Regions from separate parts of the Salmo salar genome. Here region 2 is linked to region 1. A link is a contact called in public Hi-C data. All regions are on one chromosome and are shown on one strand. The core of a region is the stretch at or near the end of the contact, and the rest is flanking DNA. Distances in the headings are between cores, read along the strand shown.

The links. A called contact is a pair of places that touch in the nucleus more often than the background predicts.
Region 2: a contact with region 1 is called in a Hi-C map of muscle, with 2.2 times the contacts expected there. The contact joins two enhancer-like sites.

What each region holds. Positions count from the first base shown.
Region 1 is chrssa13:60,475,986-60,482,731 of Ssal_v3.1, forward strand. All of the region lies in intron 5 of LOC106567530 (protein Jade-1), which reads left to right. Among protein-coding and RNA genes, the nearest start is that of LOC106567530, 63 kb to the left of the region's middle. Within about 2 kb of position 3,401, at least 3 of the 13 cell types and tissues checked have an H3K27ac peak or open chromatin away from gene starts, as enhancers often do. A contact at or near this core is called in muscle, where this site is marked.
Region 2 is chrssa13:60,553,788-60,560,872 of Ssal_v3.1, forward strand. It overlaps LOC106567530 (protein Jade-1), which reads left to right. Exons shown (of 13, transcript XM_045693416.1): 13 at 5,677-7,085. The coding sequence ends at 6,308. Among protein-coding and RNA genes, the nearest start is that of LOC106567532, 52 kb to the right of the region's middle. Within about 2 kb of position 2,409, at least 4 of the 13 cell types and tissues checked have an H3K27ac peak or open chromatin away from gene starts, as enhancers often do. A contact at or near this core is called in muscle, where this site is marked.

The DNA of each region.
Region 1 (6,746 bases), core at 2,151-4,650:
ATGGATGGTAAGGCAGTTGGAAACGTGGCAGATCGGATGACACCGTTAGGTCTGTGACCACCTGCTCCACCATGCTGCTTCTGACCGCTGTGTTATGGGGCAGTGTGGGGGGGGGTAACGAAAGTATTCACACCCCTTGACTTTTTCCGCGTTTGGTTGTGATACAAATAGGGATTAAAATGTATACTTTTTTTTATCTACACAAAATACTACAATGACGAAGTAGAATTTTGGTTTAAAAACAAATCTTCAGATTTATGAAAAATAAAACCCTAATATCTTTAAGTATTCAACCCCCTGCGTCAATACATGGTAGAATCACCTTTGGCAGCGTTTACAGCTGTGCGTCTTTTTGGGTAAGTCTCTAAGCACTTTGCATACCTGGATTGTACAACATTTGCCTATTTTATTATTTTTAAACTCTTCAAGCTCATTACTAGACAGTCATTTTCAAGTCTTGCCATATATTTTCAAGCTGATTTTAAGTCAATGTCGTCTTGGTAAGCAACTCCAATGTGTATTTGGCCTTGTGTTTTAGGTTATTGACCTGCTAAAAGGTGAATTTGTCTCCCAGTGTCTGTTGGAAAGCAGACGGAACCAGGTGTTTCTCTAGAATTTTGCCTGTGCTTAGCTCTATTCTGTTTCTTTTTATCCTAAAAAACTCCCTAGTCCTTGCCGATGACGAGCATATCCATAACATGATGCAGCCACCACCATGCTTGAAAGTACTAAATGAAGAGTGGTACTCAGTGTTGTGTTGGATTTGCCCCAAACATAATGCTTTGTTTTCAGGACAAAAAGTAAGTTTCTTTGCCAAATTTTTTTGCTCTGTTACTTTCCTTATTGCAAACGGCATGTTTCATGATTATATTTCATTCTGTACAGACATCCTTCTTTTCACTCTGTCATGTAGGCTAGTATTGTGGAGTAACTACAATGTTGTTGATCCATCCTCAGGTTTCTCCCATCACAGCCATTAAACTCTAACTGTTTTAAAATCACCATTGGCCTCATGGTGAAATCCCTGAGCGGTTTCCTTCCTCTCCGGCAACTGAGTTAGGAAGGACACTTGTCTTTGTAGTGACTGGGTATATTAATACACCATCCAAATTGTAATTAATAACTTCACCATGCTCTAAGGGATATTCAGTGTCTGCTGCTTTTTATTTTTACCCATCTACCAATAGGTTCCCTTCTTTGCAAGGCATTGGAAACCCTCCCTGGTCTTTGGTTGAATCTTTGAGTGAAATTCCCTACTTGACTGAGGGACCTTACAGATAATTGTATGTGTGGGGTTCAGAAATCGGGTAGTCATTCAAAAATCATCTTAACCACTATTATTTCACAGTCCATGCAACTTATTATGTGACTTGTTAAGCCATTTTTACTCCTGAACATATTTAGGTTTGGTAAAACAAAGGTGTTGAGTACTTTTTGACTCAAGACATTTCAGCTTTTAATTTCATATTAATTTGTAAACATTTCAGGAAACAAAACTCTGCTTTGACATTGTGTGTAGATCAGTGGCACAAAATCTACATGTAACCCATTTCAAAGTCAGGCTCTTAACGTGTGTGTGTGTGTGGGGGGGGATGTGAATACTTTCTGAAGGCATTGTATGTGCACCACATTTTCTTCTGCCTGCCCCCTCTCTCCCTCGCGCTGGCTCGCTTGTGGTGTGTTCATTACACTGATTCTGAATTTGTCCAGTAGAAAGTCACGTTTTAGTTGCAAAACATTCTAGTTTTGCAACTGTTTGGACTAATGATTATACCCCTGCTCTTTCTCTTCGCTAGTGATGCCAGTGTGTGTTCAGTCTTCGGTCTGTAGAATATCCTAGCCTATTCATTGATGATGGGCCCTGTTTAACTGAAGTTGCGAGGCATTGCAAGCCAAGACATTGCGAGATACAGCATATGGTTGCCGGTAGAAAGGCCAAGTGCACTGTTCTGAATGTCTGCCTGGTGGCCGACCTGCCTCTACTGTGCCCCTCCCCTCTCTCTCCGTCCCTCGCTAGCTCACTATGAAAGATACAAGTGTTTGGTCTCGGAAGTATGGCAACTCATCAATCTCCTCCGTTCCAAAAATAGTCAATTCCTAGAGGAATCGATTCTTGACACTCGTAAATGGAAGTCGATAGCGGGAGTTGACGTGCAAGGAGTCGAGAAATCAATTATTTTGGAGTCGACTCTCCACCACTTTGTCACCATCCATTAAACGTTGAAAAAATGGCAGAGAAAGGCAAGCGACAGCAGCAAAGTCCTGTATGGTAATACTTTGAAAAGTTAAATGAGAAGGAAATGCAAACTTTGCAAGGTTGAATTGAGGTACTGTAATGGTAGTGCAGGTACAATGCTTGACCATCTGAAAGGGACACCGTGAGACCCAAACTGTTTCTGGCAGCAGCACAGCTGCATTGTAAATTCACATGGAATTTTATGAATTTTTCTTATTGTTTTAACGGAAAAGCGAGTAAAAAGAAATGGCAGTTTAAACGTCAACACATCTCCTCAGTCCTCACCACCTGTGCCCCCCGGGGATTTGACCAGTTGTTAACGTGTTCACAATGACGCAATTAAGGAGGACAGCTTCTTGCGAGTTTTAGATATTCCCACCAGAAACTCCCATGCAAAGGCCTCTCTTCTTCACTAGGACGAAATGAAAAGAGCTCAGCGTATTTAGCGCTCCCTTTTAGTTCATATTCATGATCGGCATATGTTTTCCAGCACCGACTGAGAAATACTTTTCTCTCCAGCTAAACTCGGGGCCTAAAGCATTATTGAGAGGATCTCCACTGGTTCAAGATGCTCCCAAATGGCACCTTATTCCCTTTATAGTGCCGTACTTTTTACCAGGGTGCATAGGGGCCCGGCACTCATTTTGAGTGCCTGTATAATTATAATTTTTTGAACAAATATTCCATATGGGGTGCCAGTACTCAAGCGGTAGAAAATTCCAGGTTGCAGTACTTTTGTACCCAGCCTAATTCAATAACTCCACTCTTTATGCCATACATTTTCATCAACTTTCTGCGTGTGTGGAGATGATTGATGATGGAGACTGGTGGATGAATGCAATGCCTGCCTGGCTGTTTTTATGGTGCTTTACCTGGAAAAGAGCAATAATGGGAGAACAGAGCTTTCTGAGAACTGGTCTTTCTTTGTTAGATCACCATCTCTACCAGGAAGCGGTAACATGTAGCCTAATCACTTATACAAACAGGCAGGCGCGTGCACACACATACATGAAAACACAGCACACACACTTGCACAACACACACACACACACACTCCAATTTGTGAATACAGTCCATACATGTAATGAGGACTCGGGCACTCAGAACATGAGCAATAGCTTGCTTTCTCTTGCAATCACTAGACAACTACACGCAAATGTGCAGGTGCATTGAATAGAAACTTGTGGTACATAAGTACTGACACACTTTCATTTTCATAAACACCCTGTACGTACACACACACACACACACACACACACACACACACACACACACACTCATGCAGTGCTGATAGATAAAACCACTCTCAACATGTTTTCCAACGCTTTGTATTTCCTTATTTTCTTCCACCTGTTTGATTGAATAAGAATGGTGGAAAATATATAAATGAGCTGTACAGCTGCTGTACACAGAAATGAATGTGTGTCCTGCAATAAGGATTTGGAACTGGCAGAAAACAATGGAGGCGTTTCCCCTTTCTCTCTCTCCCTCGCTCCATCTTTCTCTCCCTCTTTCTCACTTCTCTTGCTCTCTTGCGGACTGATGTTGCATAATCATTTATGTAAAGAGGTATTCGTTCTTCCTCTAGAGGGTTTGTGTCTTCAACATACTAACCTGCCGTTAAGCGCTAGCTAGCTAGCTAGCAGCCTGACTGTTAGCATACGTGTAGCCTGTTTAGCAGCTAGCTTGACGCTTCCCTGCCTGCTTGCCTGGCACTCCCCCCTCCTTTTTAGCCTCCTAATTAAGGGGACAGACACAGGGAAGCTAGCTCTCTGGTGAATTTCTTCACACTGCAGTGTTTTAGCAACAAAAAAGGAGGGGGGACAAAAGGGAGGAGGTGGATGCAAACACTGAGGGAGCTGTGAGACCTAAAGCAAGGTCCTGGCGCGGTGCCAGTCCTGCTCTGGGCAGCAGCAGCCTCTCAGCCTTCCCTTCCCTGTCTCCTGGCTCGCAACTGACTCAGTGGAAAATGTGAATGAAAACAATCCCCAAGCCCCTAACACAAATCACTTTTCCCCCTACCCCACTCCACCCCTCAAAACCCCCCAAGCGGGATTATTATGTGCCTTTTTTGGGGGGAGTGGGAAGGGGGCTTGCGATTTAGTGTTTTTCTGTGTAGGGTAACTGCCAGAGTTTTGGGAAGAAGAAGAGAAAACAAATGTGGACGAAAACAGAAAAAAGGCTAGTAGGAAGCGCAGTAAAACCCTAGCCGGCTAGACTGATTCCTCTTGTTGTGAGAGTGACTCTATAGTAAGGAGGCACAGGAATATGGCTCTTAATAAGGCTCAGCCATATCCATGACAACACGCTTGGCATTCCTGGGCAGACCGCATTGGCATCTGAAGGAATCACAAAATGGCAGCACACAAAAAGACTCAGTCGGGGCTCCGGTTAACCCTCTGTGTGCCACGCCTGACGACTTCGGAGAAAGAGACACTGTTGTTATCTGCTTTCTGACGGATTTTGTCTAGTGCTTGATTAGAATAAAAAATGATCCCCACATTCTGATTCGGTTTAGGCTAGTTGTCATTGTGAGAGAGGCTAAATTGTTTGTGTTCTCAAAGTGACTATCCAGCATTAACATCTAAAGTGCAGAGGCATTGTTTTTACATTTCCCGGTTCCTCAAAGAATGAATGAAATGACAAATTCCTCTTGACCCCCTCCAATTCATTCTGTTATTAGAACAAGCCTTTTCACTAAAGGGATGAGTCCCAAATGGCGCCCTACTCCCTACATACTGCACTACTGTTGACCAGAGCCCTATGGGTCTAGGGCTTTCATCCATTTTGTCACTGGAACATTTTAATGTCATATCTGACTGAGAGGGTTGCTATGACTCGCGTTAAACAATGTGCCATTTCCCTATCTCGGCGGGGATTTTACTCTGCTGGGGGAAGATACTGATGCATCACAGTATCTTTCTGATGATTTCAGTTTGTCTGTCTCTGTCTGTCTGGGTCTTCCATCTCTAATAATTCTCTTCCTCTCCAGCATAGGTCAGGTCAATGTTGTGGCTAGTTAAAAAACCACACACACACACTAGTGATGCGCGGGTTGAATCATAACCGTGGTCCCAGCGGTTACATCCGCTGGGCGGACTGGTATACGGTCATTAAATATTGTGTGGCTGAAGGGCGGGTGGGTGGCGGGCGGGTTGAATAAAGAGAAACAAAACCTTAATTAATTTTTAATGTATAATTGTGCAATTTTATATACGCTACATTGAGGTTTTTCTTTTCTTTTTGGCTATCTGGTATTACTGCATAAGCCTACATTTTAGGGCTTAACTGTACACGCGCCAAATAGCCTGCACAGCCAATCTTCAGATAACTTTTTCTGCCCTTCCCAAAAGCATTAACGTCAATCTGCGGAGGCAAAAAGGAGATTGACGACGTTTAATTCAATAAGACAAAAGCTGCGAAAGGTGAGTTGAAAATAAAGGGAAGGGGAGGGCCAGAAAAGAAATGCCTGGGAAATATTTGGTGAAGTGGTAAAAGAGGATGCTATGTGATGATTTATGAGGCTCTATCCCAATTGGACAGGATTTTGAATAGGCCTATGGCATGTCAAGGGGACTGTAGCCTGCTGTTTTAGTTGAGTTAAATGGGAACTAAAATCTGGACATTGACTAACCAGAATAAACGACTGTTTTTGGGCAAACTAAAGTCCTGTGATAATACTAGTCCCGTGCGAATCGACATCCCTGTGTTTTGAGAAAATGGCTGAGTTTTACAGGTGTTACTCGCGGTTTGAGCAAGAAAACAATAACTGGTTCGATAAATTGAACGAAGTGCTGCGCGTAGTGCAGTCGGAAAGTATTCAAACCCCTTGACTTTTTCCACATTTTGCCTTATTCTAAAATTGATTAAATGAAAAATGTTCCTCAATCTACAAACAGTACCCCATAATGACAAAGCAAAAACAGGCTTGTAGATAGTTTTTTACCTTTGCAAAAATATCACATTTAAGTAAGTATTCAGACCCTTTACTCAGTACTTTGTTGAAGCACCTTTGGCAGCGATTACAGCCTCGAAGTCTTCTTGGGTATGACGCTACAAGCTTGACACACCTGTATTTGGGGAGTTTATCCTATTCTTCTCTGCAGATCCTCTCAAGCTCTGTCAGGTTGGATGGGGAGCGTTGCTGCACAGCTATTTTCAGGTCTCTACAGAGATGTTCGATCGGGTTTAAGTCCAGGCTCTGGCCGGGCCACCCATGGACATCCAGAACAGAGAATCTTGTTTCTCATGGTCTGAGAGTCTTCAGGTGCCTTTTTGCGGCCTGATTGGTGGAGTGCTGCAGAGATGATTTTCCTTCTGGAAGGTTCTCCCATCTCCACAGAGAAACTCTGGAGCTCTGTCAGAGTGACCATCGGGTTCTTGGTCACCTCCCTGACCAAGGCACTTCTCCCCTGATTGCTAATTTTGGCCGGGCTGCCATTTCTAGGATGCAATGTCAACTGTGGGACCTTTATATATACAGACAGGTGGGTGCCTTTTCAAACCATGT
Region 2 (7,085 bases), core at 1,159-3,658, 77 kb after region 1:
GCTTTCCAACATTGTTAAATCCATGACAGGGAGTGTGCAAGTGCACACTTTGGGGCGAAGTGTGGTGAATCAGGATGCAGCCTAGGTCTCCTCTGTGGATAACATGTCTGGAGAATACATCAGTATCAGTGCTGAGCGATTAGGACGTTTTTGAGGTTGTTTCGGGGCGATTATAAAAAAATGATCACGTTTTGATTATTTTGGTTGAATGCTGTAACACAGAATAAAATAATTTAATGAAAGTCCCATGATGCTAGTGACTGCCTATTACTGCTTATCACTTATTAACCATAATCTATTCACATTACTTTATTTAATAAAATATTTAATTTGTTATGTATATTTGTTTTATTTGATGACTTTATTTAATTCTAAGTCATCTCATCTCTACAGAGCTGCTGTCTATGCTGTCTGAAAAAAAATCTCTATTTTAGTAGTTCTTTGGAGTAAATAAGGCATACTTTTATGACTGCTGAATACCAGCTATCAATCACTTAGATCGTGTATTTTCAGGTAGAGATACCTCGCGAAGCAACAGCTGCTCTCTATATCACCTCACGATCGCATATTCTTCTGTCTCTTGAGTAGCAGGCGTAAAAGAAACAAAGCCCGGACAAGTAGATGCGCAATGGATTGTGGTCATTGTAGTTAGTTTAGCACATAAAACGTTGTAATTATGTAGAATATTATCCTGTTGGAAACTACAACTCCCTACTACATCGCACAGTTTGGGCTGGATCTGGTTTATATCTAGGGAAACTGCAATGTGCGCATTGAGCTTCGAAGGAAAACCGAACGAAATGGAATTCAAATAATTGAACCGACGTCGGTCAATTAGTTAAAAGAACCGACATTTCGGTTAATCGCTCGGCACTAATCAGTGTCCAAACTCTCCCCAGCTGATGATCACGATGAAGATGTTACAGTATCAACAGTCAGCAGGAATTTCCACGGTTACACATACTCAACTAGTAGCATCCTTCATCCCCAGACAATCTGTAGAACCAGTAACAGGGAATGGACTAGGAAACTGTTAGCCAATGTTGACGACTGTGGTTGTCCTGCAATATTTCACTTTCTGGGTCAATATCTATGACTAAGACGCTGATGTGATGCGAGTGGCTTGACCCCTTTTATTGGAGCTGAGAACCGACATATGGACATGGACCGGAGGAGCCTTTATGACCCGAGCCTTGGTAACAGTACCAAAGAAGAATCGTATCCCACGTGTGTCCAGAGAGCCCTCGACTCTTAAGAGCTCCTGTAGGACCGGTGCTTCCCAATGCCCATCCTTATAGTTCACTTTCAGCTTGTCGTTATGTTAACCACTCCAAAACCAGTAAACAGGTGGACCTGGTGAAGAACTTGCACGTGGGAACCTATTGTTACATTATAAGCAGTGCCGTATAGAACTACGGTTGTGCACACACACACTTCAGGGTCCACCTAACCCCAAGTGTGTGTGTGGTTTCTCAACAGAAATGGATGATGTAGTAGTACTGGTATTCTATTGTTCTTCCCGGACACTGTTTGCACTCTCCTGTTGGCTGGTGTGATATACAGTGTCATTGAGAGATGCCAGTTGAGTCCTTGGTGATGCCAGATCAGATATGGCCAGGCAGAGAGTTACTGAGAGGAGTCGCAACTATAGCCACGGAAACACATCTGTTTGCATGGCTTGGTGCAGTTGTAGCTTCTCAGGTGTACATAAAAAAAAAAAAACAACGTCAATATTATTTTCAGGGTTAAAGGGGTAGAGGTTATTCCTCATGGTGTGGGCCCAGTGTCCCTGCCCGCCACCTTGTTTTTCAGAGCGCCTTGGGCGGGGTGCGTTGTGTTGCGTGCCCCCCTGCTAAGGCAGAGCTGCTCTCTTTAAATCCCCGGGCTTTAGTGTGTGACCTTCCCTCACGGAATAGGATAACCCAGGGGGTCAGAGGGTAGGGGAGAGCATCTCCAGATAAGGCAGCGGGACAGAGGCTGGGAGAGTCCCAAATGGCACCCCTTCCTCTATATAGCGCACTAGTTTTGACCAGAGCCCTTTGGGAATAGGGTGCCAATTGGGGCGCGGACGGATACTGGCATCTGGCCACCGTGATAAGCCTGTTGTAACATGACCCCTGGGTGGCAGACAGAGTGGAGTAGAGTACCTCTGAGTGTTATAGTGGTGAAATGGACTGCAAGGCCTTCTGGGTGTTGATATTGAGAGGGCTGGATAATGACTAACTCTCTCCCCAGACTGATACTTTGGGCATCGTTTTAACACTTCATTTGTGTTTCCGCCTCTAAGTTCTTCAGGCATGGAGTTTACAGTGCTCTCCGTCTCTGACTCGCACTGCTCACTCCCCTCTCTTTCCCTCGCTCCGTGCGTATGCGGGGTTGTCAGGGCGACAGTTGGCACCTGAGAACAATTGGCACACTGTAGCGGGGCCTGCACAAACACAAGTCTGGCTCTGCCCCAGCCAGCGCATTCCTGGCCCTTTCTAGCCTAGCCTAGCCTAGCTTAGCCTCCCTCCCTCCCTCCTGTCCCTGCCTAGCCTAGTTTAGCCTCCCTCCCTCCTGTCCCTGCCTAGCCTAGTTTAGCCTCCCTCCCTCCTGTCTAGCCTAGCCTAGCCTAGTTTAGCCTCCCTCCCTCCTGTCTAGCCTAGTCTAGCTTAGCCTACCTCCCTCCCTGGCCCTACCTAGCGTAGCTTAGCCTGGTCTGGCCCTGTCCCAGCCAGCGCATTCCTAGCCCACTCGGGTCTCACCTAGCCTAGCGTGGGCTGCTACCATACCGCAGCAGCCTAGGCCCCAGGGCTGCTTTCACCGGGTCCAAGGAGCAGAGCCAGGAGAGTGGCTGCAGCCAGCAGACATGCGCAGCGGGGTGGGTTGGAGATGAAGAGGAGAGGTGGAGCAGAGTGGGTCACGACCAGCCCCCGCCCTCCCTTGGCTCTTTTCCAACTCTGTTCCCTCCCTCCCTTTCTGTTCCCCCATCCCTTCCTCCTCCCCTTCTCTCTATTCCCCCCTGTCCCCTTCTTTCTGTCTCTCCTCTCTCCCCTTCTCTCTATTCCCCCCTCCTTCTCTCAGTTTCTCCTCCCCCCTTCTCTCTATTCCCCCCTGTCCCCTTCTTTCTGTCTCTCCTCTCTCCCCTTCTCTCTATTCCCCCCTCCTTCTCTCAGTTTCTCCTCCCCCCTTCTCTCTATTCCCCCTCCCTCCCTCCCTTCTCTCTGTTCCACCACCTCTCATTCCCTCCACACCTCCCTCCTCCCCTCTCTAGTCTCCTGTCTCCAGCAGAGGCGCTGGTGCTGTTGCTGCGTCATGGAAACAGCTGGCCTGGGGATGCTGATCCAATCACAGCAGCTCCTCCTGACCACCTGGTGGGCACAGTGCCTTATGGACTGAAGGGGGAGGAGGAGGGTGACTGGCTAGAACGGAGGGTAGAGGATGCATCCCAAATAGCACCCTAGTACCTATTTAGTGCACTACTGTGCCATTTCGGATGGACCCAATGCCTTTCCAATAGGAGTAATCCGTTGCTGGGTAAATGACAACGGAGATGCATTGTCCAACAAAAACACCCAAACGGTCTGTCTTTTTACATAAGCAACTCGTCCGACAATACTTGACTTTAGTTGTACTTTTGATGGACAAAAAAAAAACGGACAATGATGACGGTCATAGACGCATGAACCCGGATGAAATGGTATGAGTGTGGCCATAGCCTTAGGGAGTGTGCTAACAGGAAGATTTAGCAGGTGATGACTCGGTCAGGAATGTTGAGTGTTGTGTTGGTGTGACCACCTGGGCCCTATGTGGTCTATAGGAACCCGGTGCAGTAGATGGTAGTGGGGAGGTAAGGTGTGCTGACTAGCATCTCAGTTTGCGGGGAGAAGTACACTTGTTTTCCAATCTTCTCTCCCTCCGTCCCCACACCCCTACCTCCGTGTCTCTGTGCTAAGATGTTGACATGCCCAGCAGAGAGCGTCTCTCAAGTTGATCCTCCTCTCCTCCCTCTATCGCTCCCTGCCTCCTCTCCTCCCTCTATCCCTCCCTGCCTCCTCCTCCCTCTATCCCTCCCTGCCTCCTCTCCTCGGTTGTGTTCCCCCCACACTTCAATAGGGGCTGTGGTGGAATTAGCCCTCTCTGTTAATGACTGTGATTTAAAAATGCTATTCTAAGTAGGAGCTTCATCCAATTAAACAGGCTGGCTGGCTGGCTGGCTGGCTGGCTGGGTGTGTGGAGCTGGAGCCAATTGCACCACTGTTAATACTCTGTCCCTATGCCAGCCAGCACCTTACTCATCACCTGAGGAGATAGACACCACTCCACACCAGACAGAGACACACATTTAAGGAGGTTATTGTAGCTCATTGAAACAACACCACACCTATAGGGTTTAAATGTATTTTCAGCAGGTCTACCTTTTAAAAGAGGTGTGTGTTTGTGTGTGTGCGTGCGTGCGTGTGTGTGTGTGTGTGCGTGCGTTCAAGCTCTGTTGTTTGTTGGAAGGTGTGTAAAATCCTTTGTGAACACTGGCTCATGGTGTTTTGGGTTGACAGGAACCCAGTGGTTCTGGTTTCTGGTTTAGGGGCAGGGTTCGGGAGTGGAGAGTGTTACCCAGCGTGCTGTCCCCCTGATGCATCTCCCAGACCGTGGGAGATGGACTTCATGGGATTGGAATACGGGTGGTGGATGGAGCTCTGTCTCTAGGTGTGTTCTGAATAGCGCCCTATCCCCGGCCTATGTAATGCAACCCTACGGGCCCTGGTCAAAAGTAGTGCACTACATAGGGAATAGGGTCCCATTTGCGACACCTCCTGGCACCAGTGCGTTTCCCTCCCTCCTTCCCTCTATTTCCTGTGAGAATCGGTGTTCCCGAGCTGCAGAGAGGCTCTGGCAGCCAACTCTGGGCCGTAATGACAGACAAGGAGCCATGCAAATCTCCTAATTATATACACACACAGCATGCATTGTCTCCAAAAGCTGCGTTTGACAGTGAACGTCCCTGGTGGTGGTGGTGACAAAGCACAGACAGACAGACAGACACAGAACGGGACTAATGCATTGTTTAAACTCACACAGGAAGTGGGGTGGATAGGGTTGAGTCCCAAATGTGCCCTTTCCTCTACGTACTGCACTACTTTTGACCAGGGCCCATAGGGGTCTGGTTAAAAGTAGTGCACCATATAGGGAATATGTTGATATTTTGGACTCACACCCTACCGCCTGTTAAATGATTGATTCGGTGAAAGAAAGTCTGGTCAGGTTTAGCGTCACGACTCCAACCACAAATCCCCCGTACTGTGCTTTGTCACCCAGTCCTACGCTGTCTTCCTATGTTTTACAGGTTTGTTCCAGACTTCCTCCCAGAAGGCTTTATGTTTTGGACGGAACAGTTGATCCTACTAACCTCCCACAGACATTCATGAGATATAAGAATCATCTGTATAACAAGGGTGTCAAACTCAATTCCTGGAGTGCTGTGTGTCTGCAGGTTTTCAGTCCTCCCTTGTTACTTAAGTGATCAGTTAAGGTCAATGATCACTTAAGAACTCCCTTTTACCAGGTTGTCTAGGTCTTCATTGGGCACCAATTGAAAGGAAATAACATAAAGTTGCAGACACACGACCCTCCTGGAATTGAGTTTGACGCTCTAGACTGATCCTCTATGGTCCTCTCACCTGTCCATCTCTCCCCCAGGTTTCCCCAAGACCTTCCCTCTGGACAACTCGCTGTTTGACAGCTGGCTGGCCCAGTCGGTGCAGATCACGGCTGACGACATGCTGAGCCAGTGGGCCCTGGACGCCGGGCAGCACCGTGACAAGACGGCCAGCTTGCTGTCTGACCAGCTGCTGCAGGGAGAGGAGAGCCTGCTCAGCCTTATGATGGACCACTCCATGAAGTCCACCTGGAAAACCCCTCAGCTGGGGCGCAAGTCTCGGGGCAAGCCCAGAGCCCGGGCCCAACACTCCACCGCCGCAGCAACCACCCCACCTTCTGCCACCGCTGTCAGCCCCCCTGCTGCTGCCACCGCCTCCTCCACAGCCACAGCCAAGGGGACTCTGCTGGCAGATGACAGGCCAGGCCACGGGGCCCGTAGAGGGGAGAGGTCCCGGGGCTCCAAGGCCCTCCACCACCATCACCACCACCCCCAGACCAGGAGCACTGAGGCACCGCTGGACCCGCCGCCGCAGCCGCCCACCTCCAAAATGGACTCCTGTCACATCTCGGAGGAGCGTGGCCCCTGGGACAGCCTCACTGGTACAGGGGCAGCTTCCGCCCCCCACGCCGCCCCCTCTGGCCTCCTGCTCCCCCCCACAGCCCTCCATTAGTCCCGGGACAGTGCCTGAGGGGAGGTCGGGGGGGGGGTCCCGGTCACCGCACGGCCCTGCGCCTCCGCCTGCCCCGGCAGGGTAAGTCCCGGGGGAAGGGTGGGGGTGGAGGGGGGAAGGGTGGAGGGGGGAAGGAGGTGGTGGAGCGCCCCCTGGATAGGGAGAGAGAGAGGGACCCCCACCCAGTGAAGGAGACGTCATCGTCGTCGCTGCTGGACCCCGAGACGGACGGCTACTTCTCTGACGCCGAGCAGAGCGACCCGGATACGCGCTCCAGCGGCCGCAAACTCCGCCTGGCCCAGTTGCATTCTGGGAGCGAGGACCTGCTGAGGAGGAGCGTGCTAGCGTTGTAGAAAAAAAAACTGAGACGCTCACACACACACACACACGCACACACACCATCGTCCAGAAGACACACTGATTTCTCAGACTGACCGGAGCTCCATCCCAGTTCCCGCTAACATGGCTACTGTCTGTCTGTCCGTCTGTGCTTTTGATATTATACATGCCGTTCTTTTCTCTCTAGATCGCTTTAATGAACCAAATCTCTGTACTTCACTAGTCCTAAATCAGTCTAAATCAGTCTATCTGCTCTGTTCTGGGGTTTTTGAACGTAGCTGTTAGTCAGATAGCTGCATACACAACGAGACCCTAGATGTTAGTAGTGCTTGTTAAAGTAACAAATGCTGTATGATGACGTAAGAAGACAAAGAGGAAATGGATTTTGGACAATGTTACATTTTCGGTTTTATTTTGAAGTATAACATGGCGGTGAAC